Regions from separate parts of the Rattus norvegicus genome. Here all the other regions are linked to region 2. Evidence: chromatin contacts called from public Hi-C data. All regions are on one chromosome and are shown on one strand. Each heading gives the region's core, a stretch centred on a gene start, on an enhancer-like site or on the middle of the called end of the contact. The rest is flanking DNA. Distances are from core to core; before and after follow the strand shown.

Region 1 (4,846 bases), core at 2,168-4,667, 250 kb before region 2:
TGTAATCGAGTGCCACTCGTAGCCTCCAGTTCGGACGTTGTGCTGTCATATGGGTGGCTAGGGATTGAACTTAGGTCTTCTGACAGGGACGCACAGGAGGAGACTGTGATTGTAAAAGCAAAAATGGAGTAAATGTATCCTCAAAGACCTAGATTCTAGGTGATGGGGAGGGGTTAAAGAAAGCTGACTCTTGTGCTCATATGACGGGACGATTTATTCTGTACCTCAATGAAATCAGATACAGTTTTTAAAAGGAATCCAGGTGTGGCCTGTAATCCCTGAACTCAGGAGGCTGACACACGAGCATTACAGTGAGTTATGGGCTAGGCTATTGTACACGTTGAGTTCCAAGCCCGCCTGGTCTACATGACACCCATTTCAACAAAAACGAAACCACTGGACTGAGTATATTGGCACATGTAATCCTACATGGAAGGCTGCTGCAGAATGACTCCTACAACTTCCAGGTTGGCCTGGGTTTCCTGAGGAACCTGTATCAAAAGACAAAATGCACCCCAGAAAAGAATGATAGCCTTTCATTTACTTATCTCTGAGACGGAGGTTGTGTGTGACTTAGGCCCTGATTGAAGAGATCACCATTTTGGTGTGTTCAACAGAGCCTACTTGCAAAGGAACAGCCCAGTTTGTTGATTTTTAACATCCCCCTCAAAGAGGTGGATGGGGTGGTCAGAAAACTCACCTGAGAACCCAGCTGCTCTAGAATGAACAACAGATCACACGTGACTGATTGTCTGTGGTGTGCAAGAAAGGTTATAGTCTGTAAACCAAGTAACACTAGGGAGAGGGCTCTATCCATGCACTATAGGACACTCGTTATCCATGCTAAATAGCGCTTTTTAAGGTGTGGCTTTTGGGGGACAAATTAACCACACACCCCTGTTGTAACCTCCCACTTGCTATGTAAATAAACCAAATAAACTAACTAGCTGCCTAGAGTGAATTTTGGTGGAATCGTGCCGCAGGCTGGGAAGAAGGGCAGACTATGTCTCCTCCAGGGAAGGAAGTTTAGCCAAGTATCTCATCAGGTAGCCCAGCACTGAACTTGAGTGCCTGCTGCTTCAGCCTCCATAGTGCTTTGTTTGTTTTTAAGATTTATTTTACTTATGAGTACACTGTCGCTGTCTTCAGAAACATAGAAGAGGGCATACACTGTTGCTGTCTTCAGTCACACCAGAACAGGGCATCAGATCCCATTACAGATGGTTGTGAGACACCATGTGGTTGCTGAGAATTGACCTCAGGACCTCTGGAAGAGCAGTCAGTGCTTTTAACCGCTGAGCCATCTCTCCAGCCTCCCCAGAATGCATTTTAAGTTAAAGTGTTAGCTCTCGCTATGCTGCATGTCTATAGGGCCCTCTACTCTGAATCTAGCCTCCAGTGATAGGTTCGAGGTCAACATCTGAAGTCTTTCCTCAGTCACTTCCATTGTTTGAGATCAGGTCTCTCACTCAACTGTCCTCACCTAGACTGACCAGCAAGTTGCAGGGATCCTCCTGTGTTTGGCTCCCAGAGCCTACAGACATTAGTCTTTTTCTGAGGATGCTGGGGATGGAATGCAGATCCTAAGTTTGAACACAAAGTACTTTAACCATTTTATGAGCCCTCCCCCCCACTCCTGTTTTTATGTTAAAAAGGGCGTACAGAAGCCTACAATACTTTTTGAGTGCTTTAATAATGGAGTTCCCTGCCCTTTGTAAAGTGGAAGCTACAAAAGGAGCTAAACAGGAAGAATGCTGTAGTTGAAACAGGTGAGGACCAGGGTGGGTGCTGCCAACGGTCCATAAAAGGATCCTTCTATAATCCAAGTGTTCATTTGTCACCACACCCTTCATTTGACACAGTGCTCTTACTGTGAAGCCTGAAGACCAGGCTACCCTTAAACTCCTACCTGCCCCTGCCTCCCGAGAATAGGGACCAACAGCTGAAGCTAAGATGCCATACTTCAGATGTTTCCTTAAATACAAATTCCCATCTCACTCCTCAGTTTCCATGTCTTTTCACTGCACACTGAACAGAACCCTCCCACCTCTTCCAGCTGTCCCTTCCTGTCACCCAACCGAGCTTCAGCCATGCTGGCTCTCTTAGTCTTGAGCATTGACTCAGGACCCTCCATCACTCACAGTCCTTATTCTTACCTCTCGTGCACTTGCCTGTAAACTCTTAAAGACAAATTTGTCTGACTTCCCCCACAGGAAACACCCAGCACATAGCAAAAAAAAAAAAAAAAAAAAAGATGGAAGAATGCAACAGTAGCAACTGATTTGTTCTCTAAGGAGAACCATGATAGAAAAATAACGCTGAGGCTGGAGAGATGGCTCAGTGGTTTAAGGAATCTCTTACTCTCGAAGAGGATCTATGGTCAATGCCAGTTGCCACATGGTGGCTCACAACTATCTGTAACTTCAACTCCAAGGCTTCAGATGCCCTTTTCTGACCTCTTTGTGCACCAGCCATGAACATGGCATACATATATAAATGCAGACAAAACACTTTTACGCATAAAATAAATCCAAAATAAAAATCAGACTATAGTCAGTTTGCCACTTAATGGTAACTAAGCTCTTGCATCCAGGACTTTGGACCGGGAGGGTGGATGCGCCTAATAGGAAGAGGATGGAAAGATGGAATGGAATTTGTTTGGGCGGGAACCGTTAGTAGCTGAGATGTTAGACATGTATACATCGGTTTGCAAGATTTCCATTTTACTGAGAATCCTTGCCAGGGGCTAAAACCGCGTGTTGCTTACATGCCTAGCACTTGGAACAGGGAAAATAACAAAAAATGTACTCAAAGCTCAGGACTTAATGGTTTAACGGTTACTGGACCATCCCGGGCTTTGGAGTGAGAATTTTCAGTTCAAGTCGAGAACCTACATCTCTTAGGTAGAATTTCACACAAGTTTCTTCCACTAGTACATGACATTCCAAGTGAAGGACTTAACCACTTCCTCAGACAGCTCTCGTTCAAGTGTTATTGAGCTAGAAATTAAGTAATAGGCACAATCAGCCTCTCTAGTCCCCAAGTTCTCGAGCTGCCAAATAGTTGAAATCTATGCCGAACTGAGGTCCCATCCTCATATCACGACAAAGGCACCAACCAAAAATGGCGACTTGGAAGCCCTCCGAGGCCGTTGGTTACCTAGATATGAGTCGGAAAGAAACATCTAGGACAGGGATTCACGCCGAGGTAGGAGATGCAGTTGGTCCACCAGTCAGCCACACAACACACAGCAGAAAACACAACTGACCAGATAGGCGCTAGGCTCACAGCTCAACCACGTGCTGTAGTAAGGTCTGCGCCTGCGCTAGTCAGGCGCGCGCCCGGCGGCCGGAAGAGCCGCGCGTTTCCGGGTTGGAGGCGGGGAGCGGTGCCGGAAGTGCTTGGGGAGGGCCGCGCAGTCGGACCGGCTGCTGAGACGAAAGCTTCACTGGGGCAGTCTCCGCATATCATGGGGAGATAGACGCTGCTGCCTGTGAGTCTTGGGCCCTGGCAGTTGAGGATGAAGAGCGGGAGGAGGGTGTCAGGACCCAGACCCACAGCGGGTCAGTGCTGGAAGAACTAGGTTGTGGAAGAGACGGGGCTGTGAGGAGCCAGGCTCTTGGGACGGGACTTGAGGGGTTCGGGCTCGCAGAAGCAGCGGCTGTTGGGGACTCGGGCTCTGAATGAGACTTAGGAAACGGGGACGGATGTGAGTTCTGCAGCATCTGAGGGAAATCCTTCTGAGAGGGACACAGATGGTGAAGACCCTGTACTTTATAGGAAGCGAGGATAGGAACGAAACGGGGCGTGAAGACACCGGCTCCAGAGAGGTAAAAGTGGAGCCCGAGTCTCGGGCTCCTAAGAGACAGAAGCAGAACGGTAAAGTCCCAGCTCCTAAGGATTCAGAAACAGGGCAGCAAAGACTTAGGGACTGGAGATAGAAAAGCAGGCAGAGAAGACTTGAGTTTGAAAGGGAACAGAAATGGGCAGTGAGGACTGGGTCTTCTTTGGGGACAAGATCTGGGCTTTCAGACTCAAGAGTTTCTGAAGGGACAGGGATGTGAGGACCCGAGCTCCTAAAAGTGGAAGATCTAAGGGGTCCTTGAAGGCTGGGAGATCAACCTTCCAGGGAAAGAGGTTGAAAAGATTTAGCGATCTGTTCTCTGTACCCAGAGGGTTACGATATGTTCGGGGGAAGACTTCTTGGCGCTGCCTATTTGGCTTTTTGCATTTAGGCTGCTTCTTGTGTCAGATACTTAATCTAGAAAACCCACACAAAACATCTTCGTTTTTCTTCATTATTGTGAATCAGATATAAAGTTGAAAGCGGTTGAACTCAAATATATATATATATGTTACTTAAGCCCTATTCCATTCAGTCCCTGTGGAGCACAGATCTCTGCATCACAAGCAAACTGTCATAGATGGAAGGGCAGCAAAAGATCATTTTGAATTCTTTTACATTTCAGGAAAAGAGGGGCCAAAGAAAGATTAGCATCACTATGAGCCAATTCGGTTATACCGACCTCTACCATGTACAGCAAATAAGAGATGCTTGGTTGAAATTACTCGAATAAAATGCTTTTAGAATCTCTACCCTCAAACTCAGAAGGGATTTTTTTAATGGATTTTAATATTTTAGTACCTATTATGGCATTGTGTTACAATGTGAGGAAACAAACTTAAGTGAAACCCATTTTACTTACTTTTCAAAAATGTGTTGAGAAATTCACAAGTAAATGTGACCTAGAATATTTTCTAGGGATTGCTTTTAGAAGAGTGACTTGGACCTTGTCGTTTCTCTTCATAAAGATCCACGACTGAAACCTCCTCAGATGAATCGGGC
Region 2 (4,237 bases), core at 1,131-3,630:
TTATCCTCTCAGGATCCTACTTAAAGCAGACACCTTCAAGGTCATCTTCTCTTGAGGGAGTAGAAGATGTAGAAATGTTGCAAACATTATCCGCTTCCCCCAATACTGCAATGTGACTTTCTTAAGTCCAGTGTGTCGGAGGAAACCTGTAATCCCAACACTCAGGAGACTGAGGCAGGAAGGTAGTCATAAGGTCAAGGCCAGACTTAACTACAGAGTGAGACCGGGTCTCAAAGGGGATGGGGCTTCCTCTAAGGACTCTACCCAAGATCTACCCAGGATCCTACCCAGACCACCAAAGATTTTCTTCCCTTCAGGCAAGGTGGTGAGAGAGCTGTGCCAGGCTCTCCTCCTCCCACAGTAGAGAATAGACTCAGGAAGTCCCTTGAGAGGCACTGGGGGTGGGGAGAGATGCTGGCTAAGCCAGTCTTCCAGAAGCTAGCATTTTTTTTTTTTTTTTTTTTTGGTTCTTTTTTTTCGGAGCTGGGGACTGAACCCAGGGCCTTGCGCTTCCTAGGTAAGCGCTCTACCACTGAGCTAAATCCCCAGCCCCAGAAGCTAGCATTTTTAAATACAAGGACAGTTCTCTACAATAAATATGTCCCAGGCACTCTGCTTCAAGCATTTGCTTGTATTTTAATTTGTCCAACAATCTCTCAGAAATACTATCAAAATACCCTGTAAGAGACTGCAATCAAAAGAGATGGCTTGGCTGAGATAAGCCAGTGAGAAAGTGCAGAGTAGTAGGACTGGAATCCGGCCCTCACCTACCTCAGTGCCCCAGTGCTCTAACAAAAACAACATTGTTCACAAGGCAGACAAAAGTTATCAGCAAAGAGGCAGAAGCCAGGCCTCCTTTCTGCATACAGATTCTTAAACCATATGAAGAAGCAGCAGACCGACAGCTGGATGGAGAACCCTCCAGAAATAACATTTCCTCACTCTACCCATTCCCAGCCGCGGCAATAGACCTTCCACACTGCTCTCAGCTTAGAACCTCAACAGGGAACAGCATCTTCGGCAGTACCAAGCATTCTCCAAAGATCCTAGTCACACACAGGCCAAAAAATGAGGAGCTAGGTGAAAAGAAGCCTCTCTTAGCCCCTTTCGGGCCTCAGTTTTCTCATTCTGTAAAATGGGGCAAAAGTACCGTTTGTATTTGCTGTCTTTTTCAGACAAGACCTATATCCTGGCTTCTAGAAGGTGCTCCATAAATGATAGACTATGTCCACTGTCGAAGCTGCTGGGAGGAAGACGGGGGGCTTTATACTAGCATGATACCTTGCCTCCCTGCAAAGTCGCTCTACGCTCTGAGGAGACAGCGAAACAAACTTTGAGGACCCCCAGAACAATTTAATAGGGAGCAGCCTGTAGGGACCAAGGGTTATCCGCTTTCTCCCCCAGCTCTCTCTGGCTGCTGCGCCGAGGATCAGGCGGCCAGCCAGCCCCATAAAGTACTCGGACCAGTTTCCAGATCGGGGGTGCAGGTGAGGACTGGAGAAGGGGATCGACCTTCGCTGGCCAGTCCCAGGGGTTTTATTCCCTTCGCTGTGCGACAGGGCCAGAAACCGATCCTAGAAAGAGCTCCCTGCCCGCCTGCCCCCAACGAGAGGAAGGGAATCGGCGGAAGGGGGCGGGGAGGAGGAGTGGTCGGGTCTCTCCGGCCGGGATTTGCCTGGACTTGAAGACGCTTGCTCTACCAGAGCACAAACCCAAAGAGCCACGAGAAGGCGTCCCCTCTCATTGGCCAGGAGTCCAAAGGAGCCAAGGAGGGCTCCGCAGCCCCCTCCCTCCTAGGGAGGTGGGGGGGGGGAGAGCGAGGGCAGTGGGAGGGGAAGGGAGGGAGAGCGGAGGCTGCAGTTGATGCAACCCTAGCCCTAGCTTACGTGCTCTCAGACCCTTGAGCCCGGGGGGCGCACCAGACTTAGCCCGGGTCAACCCGAAGCTCGTCTGTGGCTGGAAGAGAGCGGCTTCGCCCGGTTGTTGCTTACCTCTCGGGTCCCGGGGCCGGCCACACCGCCCCTGGTGAACGGCAGGTAGCCCTTGATCTCCCCATGGCACTCGGAGTCGGCTACGATCATGGTGTGCGCCAGGACCCGGCCGCGGCTCGTCAGCGCCCCGGGCACCCGTGGGGGTCTGAGGCGGGCGCGCAAAGGAGGCCCGGACTAGGGGTCGCCGGGGAAGCTCGAGATCCCCGGGGTATCTCTCCGAACGAGGAGAACTGGCGATACCGCGCTGGACACTCCTTCCAGCCCAGCTTGGAGAACTGTGGCCGGCCTTGGAGGCCTGAGATTGGCCGCGGCGCAGAGGTTTTCACGGCCCGGAGTGCCTCGGAAGTCCGCAGTGGCCAGCGCTGCTCGCGAAGCCGGCGCTCCTCACCATCCCCACCACGGAACTGCCAGCGCTCGCCCGGCTCTGTCAGCCCGCTGCGGTCCCAGGGGGAGGGCGGGGACACAAAAGTCCCACGGAGCAGCCAATCAGATGCCTGTTTCCCGGGGAGGCGGAGCCGACACCTCCCTCCCGAGCCAACCGTCCCTCCAATCAGCTTCGACAGGACCTGGGAACTCTGGGAGCTGTAGTTGGCCTCGCACAGATGCTGCAAACTTTTGCAAGCCGGGGTTACTTAGTCAGATCTCTGGCAATACCAGATGAGAGTGACAGCCCAGGGAGTCATTAGGACTGCGTGATGAAACGGGACTTCACGGGGCTGGGCCAGACAGCCAGGTGTGAAATCCCTTCTGAGTAAGTTCTTCAGTTTTCCAGTTCCTGGAGGGACTGGTTAGGGCTGCAGAGAGTTCCACATCCAGTTGTTCTAATTATAGACCAAAACCCGCATATTTGAAGGCCAAGAGCCACCACCCTGTCCCCTCAGGCCTCGAGAGATCTGCACCCTCAGAAACACTAGGCTAAGGAAATCACCTTATTTGTGGAGTCTCTGGAAAGGCCCTCATTGAAATACCCTTGGTAATCTCAAATTTAATCGCAATCCTCGTTGCTACAATTTCCCCTCTTCTGTTCTGCCTTGGGTGCCTTCGCTGCAGTCTTCCACCCTCCTGCGGCTCCTGGAAACTTTGTAACTTAGGTGTTTGGCTTGGTCTATTTCTCTCTTCTCCCTCTGGCCACTCCTCTCTGACTCCTCTTTTTCCATCCACTCCCTAAACGTGGGTGCTCTTCTAGTTTCTGTTTTTATCCTTCTTTTCTTTTTCTAGACATGCACCCTCATGACTTCTCAGTTCTCACCTCTTCCATTCAGCCCCTCAGCTCATCTAAACCTGATTCACCCATCCCCTTCTAGCAATCTCCTTCACTCCCCCCTCTCCCCCCCAGCTGGGGACCGAACCCAGGGCCTTGCACCTGCTAGGCAAGCGCTCTACCACTGAGCTAAATCCCCAACCCTTCACTGTTTTTCTTGAGGCCTCTTCTTTTAAGTTTCTCTTTATTCTAGTCAAGGAGTCCTGAACTGGGCTGGAGCCGACTAATCTTCTCAGTTCCTGCCTGAAATAGTCTTGAGTTTAGGCTTATGATACCAAAAGATGATCTTCTGACTTGGTCTAATGCCTTCCAAAGGGAAGGGAGTTCACCCACACTCTCCTGAGCTCCCTAAAGTCTTGGGCTGGGCCTTTCTCTCTGGATTTTAATACTTTCCATGATGTGCCTTGTGTGGTTGTTTGCTGTATATTTGTCTTATCTGAAAGTTTTTTTACTACAAATTTGTTGACCGCAGTGTCTACATTTAGGCTTTTTTTTTTTTCTTTTTTCTACTTTATGCCATCTGGCACAGTTTGCTTCTAGTAATATACCCTTGGTCACTGACTGTCTCTTTGGGTTAATTCTCTACTAAACAGTTCTATATCAGATACAGCTTTCTCCTTAAACAACATAGACTCTCAGTCTAGTGGTGGTGCACAACTTTAATCCCAATACCCAGAAAGCAGAGGCAGGTGGAGTCCTGAGTTCGAGGCCTGACTGGTCTATAAAGCGAGTGCCAGGATAGCCAGGCCTACACAGAGAAACCCTGTCTCAAAAACCAAAACAAACAAACAAACATACAAAGGCATACACTCTGTGGGATGAAGAATATTACAGTGTCCACTTAGGACCCAAAGGCCTTGGGTTCTATTCCCAAAGACACACACACACACACACCAACAGAAATAACTATAATGTCAGTAGCCAGGGTAAAAACTTTTTTCAGTAGTATTTTATCAGCTACCGGATAAAGTTAAACCTCTAGGTG
Region 3 (4,142 bases), core at 54-2,553, 180 kb before region 2:
CGGGTTAAGACTTTAATCCCAGACTTAGGGAGGGAGAGGAGGGAAAATCTATGAGCTGGAGGCCGGCCCACTCTACAGAAGGAATTCCAGAATAGCTAAGGCTACAGAAACATTGTGTTGAAAGACAAAAGGGAGAGTCCAGCAAGTTATCAATAATCATAGATGGGGGATCGGGATTTTCTATTCAGGATTAAGCTATTAAATACTTGTGTCTAAGTGCATACATGCTCTCTCTGCATTTACATGCCTGTGTTCATGGAGCCCAGGGTATTAGGTGGGTGCTGCTATGTATCAGGTGCACTAACCACTGAACCATCGCTAACCCCATTTTTTTTTTTGTTTTTTTCGGAGCTGGGGACCGAACCCAGGGCCTTGCGCTTCCCGCTAACCCCATCATTAATCTCTTTATAAGACCCTGTTTGTGGCACACCTGTAATTACAGCACAGACAGGTGGAGCCTGAAGTCAACCTGATCTACAGATTTCCAGGTCAGGACTCACAGGGAACCATCTATTATACACTGGCTGGGATCTTAGCTGTTCTGTGTGCATGTATGGACATGCCACAAGAGGCCATCAGATCCCATCATAGTTCTGAGGCACCAAGTGGTTGGCAAGAACTGAACCTAAGACCCCCGGAAGAGCAGCCACCACTGGTAAGATTCCCCAACATTTTTAGGAGACAAGACTCACTGTGTAGCCCTAGATGGCCTCTGCCTGGGACTAACCTTTCCTGTTAATTTAGGGTATCATGCACAGTAAGGCAAGCATTAAGCTACACTCCCCAGTCCTGTATACTTATTAAGCATTAAATTGTAAGCATGTCTACGTAGCTGGGCATTTGAAGGTTACCAAGACAACTGTGATTGAGGACAACCTCTGAAACTGGGAGGTTGGCAATTCTGAAGCAAGGGTGCTTGCATAGGAACAGAAATTGTACTTTAAATCCAGGCAGCTCATCTCACAGAATGCAAGATTTAGTCTCTGACCTCAAGAAAAATTCCTCTTGCACCTTGAAGCCTAGGTACATATTCCTACCCAGGGTCCTCAAGAAACTTAAGGGCAGGTGAAATAGCTGAAGGCAGACTTACACACAGAACCTCCCAAGGTCACCGGATTCCACTCTGGAGTATAAACATTAGCTAGTGTCTATTGAGAATGCTGCTCCATCTACCCTTTCTGTCAGAGGGGGCCACAGATGCAAGTATTGCCCCACTGCAGGCCCAATTTATTTCCAAGAACAGGGAAACATACCAGCATCTTCAGGCCTACCTTCGAGGTGCCCCCTCAATGCCCCCATCATTGAGGGCCCTGACTGCTCCGTGGAGGCAGGCAGCAAGGAGTCATCAACTTCCCATTATGACCTCAGGATCTGTCCACCTTCTATCACAAGGCTACCCAGTTTTAGGACTGTCCAAGTTGAACTGCTTAGGACTAACCTCCCAAATTCACTTGACTAGTTTCCCACCCAACACTATCACCAGAGCAGAAGGAATGTAATTTCAGTACTTGGATGGATCAAACATTCACTCGGTTTATCTTGAACCCATCTGTAGCCGTCTGCATGCACACATTAAATCACAAGAAAAGGCATTCAAAAAGCTTTAATTCAAACTTGTCAGGCATATCACAAAGACTCATAGATTACAACTGGATCGAATAACCCATTCTGGATCTGAACTCATGGCTACAATCTTACAGAGAACATGGGAACAAAAAATATAAAGTTTATATAACATGGTCCTGGGGAAACCTCCTGGACCTCAAAAAGGAGAACCATGCTTCATTTTCACAAATCTAGACACAACCTGTATGGAAAATGTAATTGCCAGACAAAATTGAGTAGGCACAAAAGCTTGTCCAGCTTCCAATGGATGAGGCCATAATATGGACAAGATTTCACCAAGCTGCATATAATTAAAAGGCCTCAAAGTCTTTTATCAAGTAAATCAACAGGCACCTGTACAGATAGATCCTCTTCTTTCCTGAAAGAGGGGGAAAAAAAATACCACAAACATTACATTCCCGAAGGCGGCACAGCAAAAGTCTTATCACCTTTAAATTTTTGTTTCCTGCATGGTTTGTCTCCTCAGTCACGGTCCACAGGACTCTGAGAAGTCGTAGGAATATGCAGGCGCAGACTCGAAGCCCAGCTCCATCTCCAACGTTGTGGAAAGGGACTGTACATCATCGGGCAGTACCCTATGCTCCCGTACGCCACTAGGACAGAGCCCGGGGAGAGTGACCTCCCGGGGTATCCACGTTGGAATGTCTGGTTAGTACTCTAAAAATCAGTCAAACTCAACCAATACAGACTACACACACCCCAATTAGTGTCCCACCACTATTAACTTAGACACACGGAACAAAGAACGTACCTCAATGAGTTCTTTGGGATCACTCATCAATTCTGCAATAGAAGACACTCCGTCAGTAAATTAAACGCTTAAAGTACGCAGACCCACCCCCAGATTGCGATTTAAGACTGTTTCCTGCATGGTTTGTCTCCTCAGTCACGGTCCACAGGACTCTGAGAAGTCGTAGGAATATGCAGGCGCAGACTCGAAGCCCAGCTTCATCTCCAACGTTGTGGAAAGGGACTGTACATCATCGGGCGGTACCCTATGCTCCCGTACGCCACTAGGACAGAGCCCGGGGAGAGTGACCTCCCGGGGTATCCACGTTGGATAGTCACGGGAAAGACATTTCTTTTGACAAAATGTCCCATAGTCCTTGTCAGATCTCCAGCTCGAAACAACGCCTGGCTTCTGAGTGCTGCAACTATCGGTCTCAGGCACCCCATGCAAACAGAACACAACACGTCCACCCAAACTGTTCAGACATCTACGTGAACGGCTCTCTGAATAATGGCAGATGAATGAACAAGAAAACTGCAGAATCTGGCTACCACACGTTGGAGAGAAATAAAATTCGGGGAAAAAGGCTCAACGACTTTTAAGTTAAAATCGAGCGCTCGAAGGCGGCTAACTGCCCAAATCACACCACAGGAACAAAAGAGCCTGTTTTCTTAAGTAGAATCAACCTTAAAGTAAAGTGCGTAGACATCGTTAGTTTCCCAGGCAATAATCCAACTGGCTTTGAGATCCGCGAAAGAAGGCCGGTTATTAGGCCGAGAAGCACGTGTCCACACACCATGCTGGGCAAATGAACCCGGCTTCCCACGCGGAGTCCGCACAGCCGCGACTCTTCCTCTCAAACCCTGGGTGCCGAACCACGAGGGAAAACCCACAGCAGCTGAGATCAGCATATGGTACTCACCTACAGAGTACAGACCCAGAGAGAAACCGGTAAAGAGACAGAATCTCGCCGACGCAGCCGTATTTATACCTTAAGCAACTTCCGGAAGTCAGCTGTTGCCGACTGCGCCTGCGCATGTCACGCGCACTTAGAGCCATTGGAAATGCGCTAAGGCTGATGGGATCTACTTCAGGTCGAGTTTCACCTCAACTGGGATCGGAGACTTTTGCGCTATTAAAGTTTTGGGTCTTGATGGCGTAGAATTGATGAGCTCGTGAGGTTTGTCCTCTCTGCCTGGATACACTGGTATAGGCAAAATGAAAAAAAAAAAAAAAGCTAGGAAACGCTTTCTAGATTCCAGAGCTTGAATCTACTTTGTATGTGGAAGGCACATTTGATACAGAACAGAGGTGCCTCTCGAAGAATTGGCTACAGTTAAGAACTTCCCATGGAGGGGACTGGAGAGATAGCTTAGTGGTTAAGATTCCTGGTTGCTCTCCCACAGTACTTATAGGGGAGCTCACAGCGCGTCGCTCCCTACTGAGCTGTCTGTTAACTCCAGTTTCAGTGGATCCCCAGACACATGGTGCACAAATAGGAGTAAGTACATCAAAGCACACACACACACACGAAGCAAAACAACAACAATCATGCATTCTCAACGGGAAGACACCAGCCTAAGATTTGAGGTTCTTATCCACACCCGTTTAAAAAGCGGTTTTGTGCACTTTCCATACAGACATATAAAACTAATATAGATGTTGACAATAAAATATGGTGATGCTTAAGATATTTATCACTGGGTGGGCAGGTACCTGAACCGCAGGGCTGCACACAAAAACCACGAAATGCTGTAACGTGTACAAAGCGCTCCACCATCATACA

Evidence for each region. Hi-C and Micro-C count contacts between places; a contact is called where the count stands out from the background.
Region 1: a Hi-C map of prefrontal cortex shows a contact between it and region 2, with 4 times the contacts expected there. The contact joins the promoter of Taf12 here to the promoter of Sesn2 in region 2. A contact is called at or near these places in 5 of 12 Hi-C or Micro-C datasets (the Rat2 cell line, frontal cortex, mammary epithelial cells and 2 more) and 1 of 1 datasets of contacts at active chromatin or transcription factors (oligodendrocytes).
Region 3: a Hi-C map of the A7r5 cell line shows a contact between it and region 2, with 2.5 times the contacts expected there. The contact joins the promoter of Rcc1 here to the promoter of Sesn2 in region 2. A contact is called at or near these places in 11 of 12 Hi-C or Micro-C datasets (the A7r5 cell line, the Rat2 cell line, Schwann cells and 7 more) and 1 of 1 datasets of contacts at active chromatin or transcription factors (oligodendrocytes).

The regions. Positions count from the first base shown.
Region 1 is chr5:149,753,477-149,758,322 of GRCr8, forward strand. Taf12 (TATA-box binding protein associated factor 12) reads left to right here and starts at 3,418. Exons shown (of 6, transcript NM_001115036.1): 1 at 3,418-3,493.
Region 2 is chr5:150,002,875-150,007,111 of GRCr8, forward strand. Sesn2 (sestrin 2) reads right to left here and starts at 2,381. Exons shown (of 10, transcript NM_001109358.2): 1 at 1,992-2,381. The coding sequence starts at 2,081.
Region 3 is chr5:149,827,128-149,831,269 of GRCr8, forward strand. It overlaps Rcc1 (regulator of chromosome condensation 1), which reads right to left and starts at 1,304. Exons shown (of 11, transcript NM_001128189.2): 1 at 1,272-1,304. LOC120103240 (small nucleolar RNA SNORA73 family) reads right to left here and starts at 2,266; the gene lies at 2,063-2,266. It overlaps LOC120103239 (small nucleolar RNA SNORA73 family), which reads right to left and starts at 2,686; the gene lies at 2,483-2,686. It also overlaps a transcript of Phactr4 not described here.